Regions from separate parts of the Mus musculus genome. Here region 1 is linked to region 2. Evidence: chromatin contacts called from public Hi-C data. All regions are on one chromosome and are shown on one strand. Each heading gives the region's core, a stretch centred on a gene start, on an enhancer-like site or on the middle of the called end of the contact. The rest is flanking DNA. Distances are from core to core; before and after follow the strand shown. Region 1 holds the start of Mmut (methylmalonyl-Coenzyme A mutase). Region 2 holds the start of H2-M3 (histocompatibility 2, M region locus 3).

The links. Hi-C and Micro-C count contacts between places; a contact is called where the count stands out from the background.
Region 1: a contact with region 2 is called in a Hi-C map of pro-B cells, with 6 times the contacts expected there. The contact joins the promoter of Mmut here to the promoter of H2-M3 in region 2. A contact is called at or near these places in 3 of 484 Hi-C or Micro-C datasets (CD4 T cells, CD8 T cells and pro-B cells).

The regions. Positions count from the first base shown.
Region 1 is chr17:40,933,343-40,936,042 of GRCm38.p6, forward strand. It overlaps Mmut (methylmalonyl-Coenzyme A mutase), which reads left to right and starts at 1,343. Exons shown (of 13, transcript NM_008650.3): 1 at 1,343-1,437. It overlaps Cenpq (centromere protein Q), which reads right to left and starts at 1,232. Exons shown (of 9, transcript NM_031863.4): 1 at 1,041-1,232.
Region 2 is chr17:37,268,841-37,271,540 of GRCm38.p6, forward strand. It overlaps H2-M3 (histocompatibility 2, M region locus 3), which reads left to right and starts at 1,394. Exons shown (of 8, transcript NM_013819.2): 1 at 1,394-1,494; 2 at 1,682-1,951; 3 at 2,158-2,433. The coding sequence starts at 1,422.

The DNA of each region.
Region 1 (2,700 bases), core at 93-2,592, 3.7 Mb after region 2:
AGTCATGGGTCCCTTTTCTTTCCCCAAACCACTGCTTCTGCGTTTCCTTTCATAAAACAACAGGGCTCCCAGCGACATCAACCAAACATGAGGTAATAAGATGTAATCAGACTAGGCACAAACCATCATATCAAGGCTGGATAATGCAACCCAGAAATGAGGAAAAGGGTCTTCCAAGAGATGGCAAAAGAGCAGGAGATTCTCCTACTCCAACCTTTAGGAATCCCCCCAAAACACCAAGCTAAACAACATATATGGCAGGATGTAATACAGAAAACGCCTACATTGAATCATGAGACAGACATTGTAAGTATCGAAACCAGGGTCATGATTTCTACCTGTTGGGACCACTCAACTTGTGTTAATTTAAAAAAAAAAAAAGAAAGAAAGAAAGAAAGAAAAGAAAAGAAAAATTAAGATAGAAGATAAAAATTCCTTACTGTTCCCAGATCCACAGGAAATCATAGCTTAACAGTGGGTTGGTAGACACCGCTATGACTACAATTATTATGTATGAGATATACTAAATGCAATCAAATGACTTGTGGGCAGCTGTGGGGATATCTTTGGATTAATTAGCCAAGACGAAGAGAAATAAAGTGCTTAAATGAAACCAGCGTAAAGTCGGACGGCGTGACAGCTCAAAGAACATTTTTTTTTTTTTCTTTATGAATCAGCCCGTTCAGACTAGATCGAATCCTTATGGGAGGAGTGGAAAAAGGCGCTCCGCTTCGGTTTGCTTGTTGTTTTCTTGGCCGGTTTACTGAAACTAGTTTAAACCGACTTATCTCAACTTAAGCTGTTCATCTGCGAACCACTAACGAGAGTGAACTTGGGCTACTCTGTCCGTCGCTCCAGGACGAGGTACAGAGATTCAGGAACCAAGACCGGGAGGGTCAGGGGGACTAGAGAGGGAAGATCAATATTTTCACTCCACTCTGGGGTTATCTCAAACAGTTGCCCTAAATGGCAGAGACCTATTCAGACATTAGACATTGCCCCTTAAAAACAAAACAAAACAAAACAAAACGGAGTTTTACCACAAACGCGTGAGGCTCAAATTATCCCCTGGATCTGTCAGCCGCTTTATCGCTTCCTCGACTCTTCACAGTTGCTTCACGGATTCAAAAGGCGCGCTTCTGACTTAATCCGCCCAAACAACCGGAAAAGACGGAGAACTTCCAGGATCTGGGAACCGGAAGCGTCAGTGAGGAACGCAAACACACTTGTGTAGAGAAGGCCGGCCTGCGGAGCGTATGTCTTTACGTCATCAGACGCGCGCCCGCAATGTCCGGATTGGATTGGCTAATCCGAGGGCGGTGTTGGCTACGCCCCCTGATTTGATTGGCTGCCGAGCTCCTGCGGCGAGCGGGTGTGACCCCGGCGTCTGGGTTCGGTTCTGAAGTCCGGGCTTGGTCCGGGTGATCCCCAAACACTGTGAGTAAGCCCGTGCGCTGTGGAGCACGTCAGGCTTGCAGGATTCTTCTCTTATTGGCTTCATCTGCTCCACCTATCTATCTTGCTGTCCTTTCCTTCTTCTTCACGGATTTTCTGTGATAGGAAGCCGCCCCTGCTTGCTCCTGAAATATAGATGGTGACTGACTGGGTTCTCATTTCCCGCCAGGCTGGTGGAATTCGGAGGTCACCGCTGCAAAATGCCTTTCAACAGCGTGCTAGTCTTGTCGCTGTGCGTCCCTGGTTTCCCACGCACGCGCAGAGCAGAGGTTACTTGTTAGAGGTTCACAAGCTCATGTGGTTTCTAGGGTGTTTTTGCTAGAGGTAGTAAGACAGAAAGTTAGGTGACAGAAGGAAAAGATGAAAAGGAAAGGCGCGTCTAACCTGATTTAAAAAACAAAACAAAACACATAGCCTAACTTCTCCGTTTTGCCATTGAGAGCGTGACACATGCGTGTAATTTTCAACCGCCTGCTGATTTTCTTCCAACATAGTTTTGTGCTTAGTTATTTTTTAGGCCAGTCGTTCTCAACCCTCTTAATGCCAAGACCCTTCAGTACAGTGGTGACCCCCAACCATAAAATTATTTTTGTTGCTACATTGTAACTGTAATTTTGACACTTTTATGAATCGTAAATTGAATATTTTTGAAGATGGAGGTTTGCCAAGGAGTTATGACCCACAGGTTGAGAACAGTTGCTTTGGGCTAACAGTTCCTTTATGCTGTTAATTTTCTTGCCTTGTATAGTCACCACCTATGTATATTGAACAGTGTGAGGGGCTAGCTCTTCTGAGGTGTTACTATAACTTTCAAATTAATTACAAAATATTTAGAGAAAGCTCACAACAACAGTAATTGCACAGAGTGCTAGTTTCCACAGACATAATACATCATGTAATTTATGTCCAATAAAGGCTTCCTTTTTCTTTTCTGTGCTGTCATAAATGAATACTCCAGTAAGTTTCAATATGGAATATAGTAGTTCCATTCAATTCATTCGTTTGTTTATATTGTAACACACGTATTCTAACTGTGGATGTTTATGTTTCAGATTCTCTAATGCAAATAAACAGCAGAGAATTCCTATTCTATCTCTCACAATAGAAGCCTTCCCAGAATGGATGTTACCCAGTTTAAGGGGCTAGCATATCTGAGACGTTTCCTGTTTTGAAAGTTTACATTGTAAAGTAATTAGAACAGTATTGCGATGAGTGGCTTATGCGGCTTGTTTGGTGATCCATAAT
Region 2 (2,700 bases), core at 144-2,643:
TTACAAGAGAGGAAAGGGTGGCAATAATATCAAAGGTGGGGCAGCGCCACAGCAGTTCTTGAGAAATCCAACATATAGTGAATGCAGAAAGTCATGAAACTTAGAGTAATATACTGCAAATTAAAATGACGAGCTTTAAGCTGAGTTCTACTGACACCGTGGATCATTTGTGATCAAACATGGAGTCTGAACCAGGCATGGCATTGCACACCTTTGACCCCAACACTCAGGAGGCAGAGGCAGGAGGATCTCTGTGAGTTCAAGGCCACATCAACTACCAATTGAGTCCAGGACAGATAGGACTAAGAAACCCTGTCTCAAAATATAAAACAAGACAAAACAACATGGAAATTGAGCAATAGGGGTGAGAGTTTGGCTAATTTACCTGTAGGGACTGCTGTTTATATACAGCAAGTGGGCCTATTGAAATACAGCATACCATCTAAACAGTTCATTTATGACATTTGTGACTAATATGATTTCTGAGTGAAAATTGAGTAATCATATTGTCTATGGCAAACCATCAAACTGCTAAAATCAACTTTAGATTCATTAGTCTTTATCTCAATATTTTTGTTTAAATATTGTCCTTGTTTTCTATCTGCCAGAGCTATTTCCCAAATTGCCAACTGTGTTAATGAATCTGCATCCAAGTCAGTTTCCTGTGCCTACACTGATTCCAAGAACTCTTGCTTGGATCCCCAGTGGGATGGGAGGACTTTAGAGCTTGCAAACAAGAAAAACTCAGGGGCTTCCACTCCTAATAACTAAAAGGTTTGACCATAAGACCTCTTGGAACATTTCTTACCAGAGCTCCTCATCTCACTGTGTTACTGAACTCCCTAGCTGAAGACAACCTTGAACTCCTTCCAAAATCCTATATGTCCTGGAGACTGGGTTTATAAGTGTGCACCCCAAGTGATAATTATTGGTAGACCTAACTCATAAAACTTATCCATGGAGTTTGCCTGGGTCTTATTTCCAGAACTCATGTGGCAATTGATAGGACCAGTATCACAAGTTCCAGGGTGTCAGATGCCCACTTCTAGCCTCTGCTGTCACCAGGCATTCATGAGGTGCACATACATAAATATAAGCAAAACATCAGTACACATAAAACAAAACGAAAAAAAAACCGTTTTGTTTGTTTTAGAGAACATACTGATCCTAGAATATTAAAAATGTTCTAGGAAACGTGACATTAAGTACTCAGTGTAGGAGAACAGAGATCAAATCCAAGCCCAGTTTCCAGGTTTAACCCAGCATTGGAGATTCCCCCATTTCCTCTGAGGTTTCACTTCTCTGTAACTCTGTAAACTTTGTCGGGTACTTTTGCCCGGATACTGATGACGCTTCTCCAATTCCCATTCTAATTGGTTGGCGTGTACTTAGCGAATCTAATCAGGGCTACCACGGGAAGGATGGGGTCCTCAAGCAACCGCGCTCTCCTGCACATGGTGGTGGTCTCTTTGGCTGTTACCCAAACAGGTTCTGGTGAGTTCAGGGGTCGGGAAGTAAATAACCTCTAAAGAGAGGATCACGGCATCGGGACCAGGTGCTCGGGGATCCCTTTTCTGCCGGGACCTGAGTTCCGCTCCCTGCCCCACCCCCAACCCAATGCTTGTTCACTGGCCCGGGGTTATCAGGGAAGAGTTCTGAAGTTACCCTGCCTCGCCCCCAGGCTCACATTCACTGCGCTATTTCCACACTGCGGTGTCACGGCCGGGCCGTGGGGAGCCCCAGTATATCTCTGTGGGCTATGTTGACGACGTGCAGTTTCAGCGCTGTGATAGCATTGAGGAAATTCCGAGGATGGAACCTCGTGCACCTTGGATGGAGAAGGAAAGACCAGAGTACTGGAAGGAGCTGAAACTCAAGGTCAAGAATATTGCACAAAGTGCCAGAGCAAACCTTCGGACCCTGCTCCGCTACTACAACCAGAGTGAAGGCGGTGAGTGACCCTAAGCCTGGGTCAGACTCCTTCCTGTCTGTCTACTGCCAAACCAGAGTAGCCCTGGGTGCCAGGTTAGATGTTTGGAGTTGGGCTTCAGAGCTCTCAGAAACCTTTAACCGGTTTCACTTTCAGTTTAGGTCCAAATCCTGTTGGCGGGCGGAGCAGGGTGAGGTGGCTAAGGCTGACACCCTGTTTGTGGCTAGGCTCTCACATCCTGCAGTGGATGGTTTCCTGTGAGGTAGGGCCAGACATGCGCCTTCTTGGAGCCCACTATCAGGCTGCGTATGATGGCTCAGATTACATCACCCTGAATGAAGACCTGAGCTCCTGGACTGCAGTGGACATGGTGTCTCAGATCACGAAGAGCCGTTTAGAGTCAGCTGGCACAGCAGAGTACTTCAGGGCCTATGTGGAGGGAGAGTGCCTGGAGCTGCTCCACAGATTCCTGCGGAATGGCAAGGAGATTCTTCAGCGAGCAGGTATGAGGAACAACTAGGAACCACTTTTAGTAAGCAAAGATAACCCCCTCAAACATACAAGTGAGGCTCTTGATGTCTGGGGAGGGAGGAAATACCAGATCCGCTGGAATACTGCACAAGGAGGAGGAAGAGTGGTACTGGCCTTCCTGATCCAACATCAGAGAGTGACTGTCCCCAGGGCTGACCCTACTTTCAGAACATTTGAATCTGTCCCAGAATGGAAGGAGAAAACACCCTGAGATACACAACCAACCACTTCCATTCAGT